Linked DNA regions of Mus musculus: all the other regions are linked to region 3. Evidence: chromatin contacts called from public Hi-C and HiChIP or PLAC-seq data. All regions are on one chromosome and are shown on one strand. The core of a region is the stretch at or near the end of the contact, and the rest is flanking DNA. Distances in the headings are between cores, read along the strand shown. Region 1 has its middle 29 kb from the start of Gm17399. Region 2 overlaps Cmc1 (COX assembly mitochondrial protein 1). Region 3 holds the start of Eomes (eomesodermin).

Region 1 (4,129 bases), core at 1,352-3,851, 300 kb before region 3:
GTTAGGTCTGGCCAGATTTTTTCAGGACAGAAAATGGTTGAACTTCACCACCACAGCGAAGGCTAAAAATGGTTGGTGACGCTGTTGACTCCTTATCAAGCTACAAGACAGGTTCTCTTCTCTCGCCTTCTAGTCACTTCCCATTTGCTGATGAGACTGGAGACCAGAGAGGTGTGAGCAGCAGAGGGAGGAAGCTGTTGAGGTTACAGCTCACATGGGACCCCCATTCCAACTCCAGCCCCCCCAACTTCATTTTAAAAGGAACCTTTCAAACATTTTGCAAGAATCTCCTTCTAATGGATGTTTGAAAACTCCAGTGTGTGTCAGTATGAGCTTCATTCTAGAGGTGGAATGTGTTGGGGGTTTTTTGTTTGTTTTTTGTTTTGTTTTGTTTTGTTTTTACCAGTTTCAAAGTGAACTACAGAGCATCAGTGTGATTTCATAATCACCTGTCAGGTAGGACTGCATTTCCAGGTAGTATCATTGAAGTCTACTATTTAAAACTTGCTGGGAGGGGGTGGGGGGCTGAGGATATAGCTCAGCTGGCAGCATTCTTGCCTAGCATGCATGAAACTCTGGGTTTGTTCTCCAGCACTGCTTAAACCAGGCATGGTGACATTCCTGTAGTTCCAGCACGCTCATCCCTTGGGAGGTGGAAGCAGGAGAATCAGAGGTCCAAGGCCATCTTCAAGTAACTGCATAGCAAGTTTAAGGTCAGCCTGGGCTGCTTTGATTTCATTGTCAGAGAAAGATGATTGCAGGCATCAAATATCGCAGGGACAGGATGGGAGGATGTTGGATGAGGAGACGCTTGCAGGTTCCAAGATGATTCAATGTAGAGAGAAGGACAAGACCTTTGGAGCCAGGGTCTTAGCTGCTGCAGGCCTTAGATGGCTGTGGAGCCAGAGCCTTAGACAAATGTGGAGCCAGGGCCTGAGACAGCTGTAAAGACAGGGCCTTACACAGCTGTAGCAGGCCCTACTGCCACCTTTCAGAACATCTTCAGATTGTAGCTGAAACACCTTAAAACTTGAGCAAGATTCTAAAATGGTCACTATTAACAAGGAAACAGGGCTGAAGAGCACTCACCGGTTAATACTGGAATCATCTTGGACCAGGCTGGGCATTTGGTCAGTCTTTCTTTAAGGTCCCCTTAAAGGAAGTGTCCCCTGGTCACTCTTCTGAGGTCACCACCCTCACACTCCCTCTAGTCACTCCCCTTGACAACCGACTTGGCAACCTTGCTGGTCCTTCTGCTCAGTCCCCTCCTCGACTCTCTTTCTTTCTCATTTTTTTCAGACTTTTTTAGTTCAAACTTTTCTTCTGTAATGGAGGTAGAAAAAGATTTTCTTCTCCTCCTTCTCTTTCTCCTTCTTTTTTGAGACAAAATCCCATGTAGCTTAGGCTGGCCCCAGACTCACTGTGAAGATGACCCTCCTGTCTCCCACCGTCCTGTCGCTGGGATTATAGGTGTGCAGCAGCGTGCCTCCCTGGTCACCTCTGTGTCCACGGTAGTGTGAGTGACACACTGAGATCATTCCCTGCTTGATGTGTTGGGTTCTGTTGTTTTGGTTTTTTTCTGCTAAACTGCCAGCTTTGGGAGCTGGGGAGATGTCCAGTGGGTAAAGAGCTTTCTATACATCTATGAGGACTTGAGTTCAAATCTCTAGCAACCATGTAAAAGCCAAGCACGGTGACATGTGTCTGTGATCTCAGCACTGGGGAGGAGGAGACAGAAGGAGCCCCAGGGTGTGCTGGTCAGCAGGCCTAGCTCAATCAGTGATCCTGAGGCTCACTGAGAGACCCTGACCAAGAAATACAGGAAACACAGAGAGGAAAAGAAGCTGACATTGACTCTAGCCTCCACATGTGCATGTGCCACACGCGCATGTACAGGGCTTTTTTTGTCACACATCACACACATACAAGCATACCTGCGCACTTACATAAAAATAACCTGGTCACTTATATAAAAAGAAAATTAAATACCAGATCCCTCAGAAAGAGGCAATGTCTTTGAGTAAAGCTCTGTGTGCCGACCTGGGATGCTGTCCACCACACAGGACTTGTATTCCTTTTTCTTTCTTTTTAAAAATTTATTTACATTTCAAGTGTTATGCCCTTACCTGGTTTCCCCCCTCCTTGAGACCCCCATCCCATCCCTCCCTGCTTCTATGAGGGTGTTCCTCCACCCACCCACCACTCCTACCTCCCTGCCCACGATTACCCTACACTGGGGCATCTATCAAGCTGTCATAGGACCAAGGACCTCTCCTCCCATTGATGCATGACAAGGCCATCCTCTGCTACATATGCATCTGGAGCCATATGTACACTTTGGTTGGTGGTTTAGTCCCTGGGAGCTCTGGGAGGCGGGGGAGGGGTTGAGATTGTTGTTCTGTGGGGTTGCAAACCCCTTCAGCTCCTTCAGTCCGTTCTTTAACTCCTCCATTGGGGACCCCACACTCAGTGCAGTGGTTGGCCGCCAGCATCCGACTCTGTATTTGTAAGGCTCTGGTGGGGCCGCTTAGGAGACAGCCATATCAGGCTCTTCTCAGGCTTGCTGTCCTCTGACAGCTGGGATGCTGTCCACCGCACAGGGCTGGCTTGGGGACTGGGAAAGAACACAATGTCCAGCCTTCTTTGTGCTTCTGCTCTGCTCTGGGCTCTCTCTGCCTTATCCTAAAAATATAACAGTCCCACACACCAGGCATCAGCGCAGGCTACATCACCACCGCCTGGTTCATTCTCAATTTCTGGATGTCAGGAGCGCCTGCCACGTACATAGCAGAGCCGAGACGAAAGCCCTCAGCATCCTACCAGCTCTCGACAGCTAACGAGTCACCACATGTGGCACTTGTTTTAAAGGGTCTTCTTTTTTCCCTCTCCTGTGCCCAGTGCCAGATATCTGCTCTCTTGTCCCCATAACAGAAAGTCTCCTTATTGCTGTCATTATGGTCAAAATTGGTGACTGCACCTGCTGTCAGATTTTAGTGGATCTCATGGTGTGCGGTCAGCTGTTGCTTGAATTCACTCATGTCAGCATTAGATTATTGGGAGACTCTCCTTGGCAAACAGTTTCTTAGAGCACACAGAGGCTAGTATATGGTTCTAGAAACAACCTAGGTATGAACTGAAACTGCCGTGCCTTGTGAAAGCAGATACTTAAGCCAAAATCGAGAGCGTTACATGTATAGCAACTTCAAAGGCTAATGAGAAATGATTATAAACCTGCCACTCGCTCTCTTGAGTTGGACCAATAACTGTGTTCCTAATTCTGTGCGGGTGGGGGAGGGGGGCCAGCACACATCATCCAGGATGGCTTCAGACTTACTGCGTGGTACTACCTAAGGTTGATGTTAAACTCCTAAGTGCTAAAGTTACAGGTGTGTACCACCATGCCTAGCAAGTTTCTTTTTTCTTTTTCTTTTTTTCTTTTTTTTTAAGATTTATTTACTTATTATACATAAGTACACTGTAACTGTCTTCAGTCACTCCAGAAGAGGGCATCAAATTTTGTTACGAATGGTTGTGAGCCACCATGTGGTTGCTGGGATTTGAACTTGGGACCTTCGGAAGAGCAGTCAGCGCTCTTAACCACTGAGCCATCTCGCCAGTCCGTATAGTACTCTACAATATTTTTTGGTTTTTCGAGACAGGGTTTTTCTGTATAACCCTGAGCCCTGGCTGACCTGGAACTCACTTTGTAGACTAGGCTGGCCTCGAACTCAGAAATCTGCCTGCCTCCGCCTCCGCCTCCGCCTCCGCCTCCGCCTCCGCCTCCGCCTCCGCCTCCGCCTCCGCCTCCGCCTCCGCCTCCCGAGTGCTGGGATTAAAGGCATGCGCCACCACACCGGGCTGCCTAGCAAGTGTCTAATCCCCTCCTCCTCTCTTGTTTTTGTTTGTTTGGGTTGTTTGGGTTTTGAGACAGGGCCTCATACACACTAGGCTGGCCTCAAGCTTCATACATCAGGGAGGATGACCTTGAAGTATTGCCTCCCTATCTTAGAGCTGGGGTCATAGGTAGGTGACACGGCATTTGATTAGTGCTGTGCTTGGGATTGACCTGGGCCTCCTGAATGCTAAGACCAGCAACCTATCATGTGAGCTACAACCCCACTTCCCTAAT
Region 2 (3,725 bases), core at 386-2,885, 380 kb before region 3:
GGATTAAAGGCGTGCATCCGGCTTAGATATACTCTTAAAAACTGGGCATATACAAGATATACTCTTAAAAACTGGGCATATACAAGATATACTCTTAGATATACTCAAAAACTGGGCATATACAAGGTTAAAATGTGTGTATCAATAGAGCAAGACAACAGAATGAGCCAGGAACAGGCTGTGAGAACACGGTAAGCGAGTCTCCATGCATTGCTGTCTTCTGCAGTGCTGGGGATTGGAGTCAGGTCCTTACACATTTAGGTAACTCTATTCCTCACCCAGTTTTCAAAGACAGGGCCTCCAAGTATAGGCTGGCCTTGAACTCAGGATTCTCCTGCCTCAGTCTCTCAGGTGCTGGTATTACAGATCTGCACCACAATGCCTTGTAAGCTATATGTATTAAGGCCCAAAAGAAAATCTTAAATCACCAACTTGTATATATGTAATAGAACAAATTTAGCACTCAAACCATGAGCAGTTTCCAGAGGGAGGGGAGGGGAGGGGAGGGGAGGGGAGGGGAGGGGATGATGACCTTTTGTTCTTTCCCTGCAGGAAAACTCCTTTTTGCCAGGGATAGAACCATCTATTATCTTGCAAAAGAACACAAAAGGCTGGTTCACTGCCCTTCCTCTAAGCCACAATAATTGCTTTCACTAGATTTATAAATTATATCTTGCATCCAGGTGTAGTCTGCAAACATAGGAAACTAAAATAATTAGAATTCAACCTCTGGTCAGGTATAATGTCAGATGCCTTTATTCCTAGCACACAGTACACAGATGGACGTCTTCTGGGAGTTCGAGGCCAGCCTGGTTTACGAAGCAAGTCCAGGACAGCAAGGGCTCTGTTACACACAGAAACCCTGTGTGTGTGTGTGGGGGGGGGGGGGGGGGGGCGGTGGGGGAGAGAGACGGAGAGAAGAAAAGGAAATCAACCACCAAAGATAAAGCCTGGTAAATCATAGAACCATAGAACAAGCTGACAGAAGCCAGGGAGGGAGGAATGGCTGAAGACCTTGGAGCTTAGACAACATCACATGAAACAGCCGAACCAGAGAAACTCTTCTTAATAAACACAGGGTGAGGTTCACAATGTCAAAAGGAACTTAACCCAGTGTGTGGGATGACCTGGAAATCCTGTAGGAAGATGTGGAATACTTTAACCAAGTCACATCAGATTTCCTAAGCCTTTGCTAGTACAGATAGTTGAATTGTGGAAAGGCATCAAATAACAGAGGTTCAGAGTTTGGTGGTGGTGGTTGTTGTTGTTGTTGTTTGGCACAACTGTCATTAAAACTGAACTTGGTTATGGTGAAGCCTCTAAGGGATGAAAAAGTTCAATCAAACATGACCATTCATTTGATACATTGTTGCTGTAGTTGGCTACTCTAATCTCCCCATGGTGACCCAGGGCACACCCATGTTCCCAATGCTCTGGATTCTCCAATGAAAGGCACACACACACACACACACACACATGTTGGGCCCTATATGGCCTTATTTTGGGCCTTGAGGACAAACCCAAGCCTGGTTTGATTTTTGAGACCTGTCATTTGTTTGAGAATGACTCAGCAGGGCCAATGGACCTGACCTGAATGACTGCCTCTGCCTAGCTACTGCTGATGTATCAATTTCTTATAGGCCCCTTGAGATCACCCCACAGGCTCATCTCACACTACTCCACAAGTCATCTCACCCCATACTTCTATCCCCACCTCCTTGCCCTGTCTATAAAAGCAAATTGCTGCCACATTATAAAGTTCCTGCTTCGACAAGACTCCTGGCCAGGGTGGCTCGTCTCAGGTCACCAACACTCACCATCCGGCTCATCCGGCTCAGTCCCGGAGAGGCCCGGTGGGTCCGGGCTTCTCTCCTCGAAGCTACCACACACAGACACACACACACAATGTGGCTCAATGGCTGGGCCACTCACAAACTTCCACACTGCTAATGCCTCCCCGCCACTACTCCTGAATTATTATTTACTAAACTCTATATTCCATCTCTGCTACCCTAGACCCAATCAGTGGGGTTCCCTGGGGCCGTCTTCCTGAGCGCTTGCTTGGTTGTATGCTTTCCCTTCTGCAGCTCTCAAGCCTGGTCCTTCTGCTTCCCAGGCATGGCAGTACTAAATCCTTCTTCTTCCCTCAGTTCCCCTGCTGGGGAAATCTAAAATCCCACCTCTGTCTCCCTGCCCAGCCATAGGCAGCTGGCAACTTTATTTACCAATTAGAACCAACTTGGGGCAGGGACCCCGTGGGATTCTCTTGTTTTTAGGAATCCAATTAACATAATACAAGCAATAAATCAAAATCGACAATACATGGTTGTTAAAATGCAGACTTAAACATTAATTGGAAGGGCAGCATGACAATATGGAATTTTATATACATAGAAATCAGCTGTCAATAACTTCAGATAACAGTGTAATCCCACCCTCCCCTTTCCCCATGGGGGACAAGTTCCAAGACACCTGTGGATGCCCACAACTCTAGCTAGAATGGAAACCTATGAGACAGTAAGTTTCCCTCTATCGTGCCCTGAGTGCTGTATAAGTGCCAATGTTAATGTGCCTTCCAAATGCAAAGCCTGCTGCCTTCTTGTAACACCACTCCTACATTTTGCGGACATTACTAAAAGGGACACTTGAGTACAGCACTGCACTGCACTGCTAGTCAGTACTTGAAAAGATTACTGAGTCACTAATGAGTGGGTAGTTCCTATCTGTTTAACATTACTGAATTGTAGCTATGTTAGTAACTTAAACCTCACAAAGTGATATCATGAATAATGAACTATTGACTATATGCTAATGTTATTTAGTGACTTAGTTAGGGTTTTACTGCTGTGAACAGACACCATGACCAAGGCAAGTCTCATAAGGACAACATTTAATTGGGGCTGGCTCACAGGTTCAGAGGATGCATGGCAGCATCCAGGCAGGCATGATGTGGTTGGAATTGAGTTCTACAACTCTTTCCAAAGGCAGACAGAAGACTCACTTCCAGACAGCTAGGGCAAGGGTCTTAAAGCCCATGCCCACAGTAGCACACTTCCTCCAACAAGGCCACACCCAGTAATAGTGCCACTTCCTGGGCCGAGCATATTCAAACCACCACATTTAGCAATTCTTAAACCTACAAGAATTCTTAGAATTTAGAAACTTAAAATGCTTCATTTAGAAATCTGACAAATCTTGGCAAATCAAGTCTTTAGAGAAGATAAAGAACAATGCACGCCTAGGATAGCTATGAAAATCAAAGACCACATCGCAGGCAGTGCTATCTTGTAGCTAATGCATGAGCATAAGCCCAAAACTTTCCATCTGAGAAAAGAACAAACACCACTGCCTGCCACTACTAATCAACAAAATCTAGCTTTAAAAGAATGCACAGGGCCAAAATTTAAAAACATGTTATCAATGTCCAGCATTCTGCTGAAGGTTGATCTTTCCATAACGAGTAAAGCCAAGCTTGGAGGTGCATGCCTGCAATCTGAGCACTTGGGAAGCTGAGTCACAAGGAGTGTGGTTCAAGTCCTCCCTGGGCTACACAGCAAGACTGTTTTTAAAACCAATTCTATTTGTTTTTTTGTTTTTTTAATTAAATAGAGAGAAGAAGATTGGATAAAAGAAGGGAGAATCCATATGCTTTTGATTTCTGTTAAGACTCCACCTTCTGCTTTTTTTAAACAGTACTCTGAGTCAGCTCTCACACATAACCTTTC
Region 3 (4,066 bases), core at 632-3,131:
GAGTGGGTCTGAACGGTGCCCGTTGCCTGTGTGGCACTGTGCCACGCCAGCGTTTCCCCGGTCTCTTCAAAGTATTTTGAAGGGACCTTACTTCTGGCTGTGTTATAATACAAAACTGACATATAACTTCAGTCACCCCATCTGCAGATAACGTGAGATTCAGTCTCACACCTACATCTCCCTCAGACATCCTGCAGCTCAGGGCCAGGCTAACGAAGACTCCAGGTTGAGTCCCCAGCGCAGTGAGGCCCTTTTCTTGGAACTCGCATCCCCCTTGTGGAATCCTCACGTTCAATATCTCGCACCCTTTGAGGGGAATAAAAATTAATCCCAAAGGCTTCGCTGCATCAAAACAAAACAAAAACATGCGGGACGGAGCCCGAGACCAAATCGGAGCTGGGATCTCTGGACTGATCGCGCAGGATGTCAGCCCGAGTTCTCTGAGCCAAAATTGACAAGGTTGTTGTTCCAAAACACTTGAAAAGCTTTGCGAGCGCCCAAGACCCACTACGCTATTCTATCAAAACCCCACACAGCATCCAAGTCCATGAAGGATCGCTCCACTCCCTAACACGGGCGTGCCCACGTTCGTGATTCGCGGGGTTTGGACCCAGGTTGGAAAGCTTCGCGCGGATCTGCTGCTGGCGTCTGAGCGCTTAGCAGATCCCGCGGCCACCTCATCTGTTCTCGGCAAAAGTTTCCCGTGTGATCGCATTGGGTTGGGGGAAGCAGAGTCCCTACATCTCGACCGGAAAATGCGCTCCTGGAGCGACTACTGCAGGCGTCCGTAATTGCTTATTAGAGGAGAATGTACAGGCTTCTCATCGTCAACGAAACGTGTTCCCCCTTCTGTAATAATAAAACAATAAAATATGACGGCCCCGTCCTTGACTGTTTGCGGAAACGCAGGGGGGAAAAACAGGCAGCTGGAGCAAAGGAGCTTAATTCAATATCAAACTGATTATTTCACTAATTATTCTGCCTTCTGTATTGTGCCGCAGAGAGGCGCAGGGAATCTTAACTGCACAGCTGCTAGGGAACCTTTGTGTCTTAGTGTCAGTCCCCACCAAAGATGTTGGCGAAAGCGGGGGCTGGGGGAGGTAGGAAACATCCAGTGTTTAGAAAAAACCGAGCAGAGGGAATTCTGAGTAATGAAAGTGACGGCCTCGGGGAAGCCGGTGTTTTAGCGCGGTTGTAATACTGAGTGTTTGGTTCGTCCGGTCAGGCTCATGTTGGGTCTTCAGAAGCCCACTTCAGAAGCTAGAAGCTGGAGTCTCTGATTCAGACGCGGAATCCTTTTGCCATCTCTGGAATCCCAAAAACTGAACGCGAGGTTTCTCTCCACCAAGTCTTTACGCTAAAAGATGGGACAGGACAAAAAGCGGTTCCTGTGTGCTGAAGGCCAGGAAGTCAGAAGGAGGGTGTGCGCAGAGACTTCGGGTCGCTCTCCAGCCCTCCCCTAGATTTGCACCCCCGGGGACCTGAGCCTTCCTGCGAGCAGGGAGCTTGTAAAGACGCCTTCACGGGCCTCTGGGACCTGCCAAACTAGACCCGAACTCAGGAATGATTCCTATGCCGTGGGTAGACCATGTTCGCAGACTTCAAACCCGTTTCTCCGGCGCCATAGAGCCACCGGGTACACCAGGATTGATTCTCAGTGGGATATAGTTCTCCCAAAGACGCTTAAAGAAACACCAAACCAGCAATAACAGCCAAATAAGCTAAGAGAAAATGAAACTCGCAGGCGACCCGATCCAATTAATAAATACTTAATTGAATTAGTGTCACCTCTAACAGCCAATAGCAAAGTCCCCTAGCCATGGGGCTGCGAAGCCCCTCCCTGGCCGCACATATATAAGCAGCCAACCACCGCTCACAAGTTTCCAAGCGGTCAAGTATGCCTAGAGTTTAGCAGAGCCAGCCGAGAGGAAATGGCTGGTTGCTAAATGGGAACTCAGAGCTAAGTCCTCTTCTTCCTTAGTGTGAGTGTAGGGGTCCTGAGAGGTTAGACAAGGAGGGAAGGAAGAAAAGAAGGAAGGAAGGAAGGAAGGAAGGAAGGAAGGAAGGAAGGAAGGAAGGAAGGAAGGAGAGAGACACCTACAACCCGGGGTTTGTTTTCTTGCGGAAGGAAAGGGGCACCTACAATCCCGAGTTTGTTCCCTTGAGGGAAGGACGCTAAATTGGGCGCGCGCTGAAGCCGCCCCGCAGGTCCGCAGGTGGGTAGCCTAGGCGAGGGAGGAAGGGGACATTACCTTCCCCTCGGAAGAGGGCGCTGGCTCCCCCAACTGGCCTTTATAACCAGGCCGCGGGAGGCGAGGAGGCAGCCGGTTGCCGTCTGCGATTCGCTAAAGCATGCAGTTGGGAGAGCAGCTCCTGGTGAGCTCGGTGAACCTGCCCGGCGCGCACTTCTACTCGCTGGAGAGTGCTCGCGGAGGAGGAGGAGGAGGAGGCGGAGGAGGAGGGGGAGGCGGAGGGAGCGTCAGCCTCCTCCCCGGTGCTGCCCCCTCGCCCCAGAGGCTGGACTTAGACAAAGCGTCCAAGAAGTTTCCGGGCAGTCTCCCGTGCCAGGCGGGGAGCGCAGAACCCGCAGGCGCCGGCGCGGGGGCCCCCGCGGCCATGCTCAGTGACGCGGACGCTGGGGACACCTTCGGGAGCACCTCGGCGGTGGCCAAGCCCGGGCCCCCGGACGGCCGCAAGGGCTCCCCGTGCGCGGAGGAGGAGCTGCCCTCCGCCGCCACCGCCGCGGCCACCGCGCGCTACTCCATGGACAGCCTGAGCTCCGAGCGCTACTACCTCCCGTCGCCGGGACCGCAGGGCTCCGAGCTCGCCGCGCCCTGCTCGCTCTTCCAGTACCCGGCGGCGGCCGGAGCAGCCCACGGACCCGTGTACCCCGCGTCCAATGGCGCGCGCTACCCCTACGGCTCCATGCTGCCCCCCGGTGGATTCCCCGCCGCCGTGTGCCCGCCCGCGAGGGCGCAGTTCGGCCCCGCTGCGGGTTCGGGGAGCGGCGCTGGTAGCAGCGGCGGTGGTGCCGGCGGTCCTGGCGCCTATCCCTACGGCCAGGGTTCTCCGCTCTACGGGCCATACGCCGGAACCTCAGCGGCCGGGTCTTGTGGAGGATTGGGGGGCCTAGGGGTGCCTGGCTCCGGCTTCCGCGCCCACGTCTACCTGTGCAACCGGCCCCTATGGCTCAAATTCCACCGGCACCAAACTGAGATGATCATCACCAAACAGGGCAGGTGAGTGCAGGGTGGAGGGACCCCAGGCGCCTGGTTGTCCGCACACTGCGGGCTCTGCTTAGGGTGTTTAAGTGGTACATCATATCTCCAAAGTCGTGTCCCTTACTTCCTAAGGCACACCTGTAGCTTGGGCTCCGAGCCCACGTTACTCTCCTCTCTAGTCACCTTCACCGGGATTGACTGGGAGGAGGAGGAGGCGGAGATGGAAATTTGGGAATGAACCCTTGAGGGCAGATCTACGTGACCCGCTGGCTCCTGGGTTTGCAGCAGGCGATTTGTGGGCTGCATAGCGAAAGAGGGCTAGCTGGAGCTGGCTGCGGCCTGCGCACAAGTGTTTGAAAAGAAGCTTTTTAAAGCTCCTTGGTTTGGTGGGGCTCTTCTGTAAGAAGAGCAGAAAGAAGTCGGTTTGAGCTGGTGACTAGGTAGACAGTTTTTGGAGCCAGATGTTTGGGGGAGGGGGCTCTGCTTGCGGGGAAGGGACCAGAAAGTTCAGGCACACCTTCAAATTGTCATCAGCTACTTCTTGAGGAAGTGAGGAGTGGATATTGGGAGACAGGGACCCAAAGAGGGCTCGTTGAGAGAGAGAGAGAGAGAGAGAGAGAGAGAGAGTGCAAGAAGGCGCGCTCCGGCCTAATGTTCTCAGTCACCTATGTCTTTAAAAATAATTTTAGACATTTCAGAAAGAAACCTAGTAGATACCTGAAAATAGATGGATGTCTCAGAAAAGAAGCACGCGAATTAGGGAAAATACTGATTTGGAGGCTGTTCCAAATAAATATGTCAATTTAAAACCATTTTCTTAGTTTCAGGCCGTAGTAGCCATTTTT

The links. A called contact is a pair of places that touch in the nucleus more often than the background predicts. HiChIP or PLAC-seq counts read pairs in DNA pulled down with a chosen protein or histone mark.
Region 1: a Hi-C map of cerebellum shows a contact between it and region 3, with 2.4 times the contacts expected there. The contact joins the enhancer-like site here to the promoter of Eomes in region 3. A contact is called at or near these places in 18 of 39 promoter capture datasets (the 3T3-L1 cell line, the C10 cell line, the HPC-7 cell line and 10 more), 5 of 15 datasets of contacts at CTCF or cohesin (CD8 T cells, the NIH/3T3 cell line, embryonic stem cells and 1 more), 56 of 484 Hi-C or Micro-C datasets (the AML12 cell line, B cells, CD4 T cells and 25 more), 25 of 115 datasets of contacts at active chromatin or transcription factors (CD8 T cells, T-cell acute lymphoblastic leukemia, Th17 cells and 13 more) and 4 of 9 other capture datasets (adipose tissue, embryonic stem cells, liver and 1 more).
Region 2: an H3K27ac HiChIP or PLAC-seq map of embryonic stem cells shows a contact between it and region 3, with 5 times the contacts expected there. The contact joins the enhancer-like site here to the promoter of Eomes in region 3. A contact is called at or near these places in 21 of 39 promoter capture datasets (the 3T3-L1 cell line, the C10 cell line, the HPC-7 cell line and 11 more), 4 of 15 datasets of contacts at CTCF or cohesin (the G1E-ER4 cell line, the NIH/3T3 cell line, hippocampal excitatory neurons and 1 more), 42 of 484 Hi-C or Micro-C datasets (CD4 T cells, CD8 T cells, DN3 thymocytes and 29 more), 25 of 115 datasets of contacts at active chromatin or transcription factors (PVALB interneurons, T-cell acute lymphoblastic leukemia, Th17 cells and 17 more) and 4 of 9 other capture datasets (adipose tissue, embryonic stem cells, liver and 1 more).

What each region holds. Positions count from the first base shown.
Region 1 is chr9:118,176,805-118,180,933 of GRCm38.p6, forward strand. No RefSeq gene overlaps it. Among named protein-coding and RNA genes, the nearest start is that of Gm17399, 29 kb to the left of the region's middle. Within about 2 kb of position 2,602, at least 3 of the 459 cell types and tissues checked have an H3K27ac peak or open chromatin away from gene starts, as enhancers often do. A contact at or near this core is called in cerebellum, where this site is marked.
Region 2 is chr9:118,100,401-118,104,125 of GRCm38.p6, forward strand. The region is part of intron 2 of Cmc1 (COX assembly mitochondrial protein 1); the gene reads right to left. Among named protein-coding and RNA genes, the nearest start is that of Gm51660, 29 kb to the left of the region's middle. Within about 2 kb of position 1,636, at least 23 of the 459 cell types and tissues checked have an H3K27ac peak or open chromatin away from gene starts, as enhancers often do. A contact at or near this core is called in CD8 T cells, the G1E-ER4 cell line, the HPC-7 cell line and 3 more, where this site is marked.
Region 3 is chr9:118,476,308-118,480,373 of GRCm38.p6, forward strand. Eomes (eomesodermin) reads left to right here and starts at 1,882. Exons shown (of 6, transcript NM_010136.3): 1 at 1,882-3,239. The coding sequence starts at 2,353. It overlaps Gm33408 (a long non-coding RNA gene), which reads right to left and starts at 2,341. Exons shown (of 5, transcript XR_871338.1): 1 at 2,253-2,341.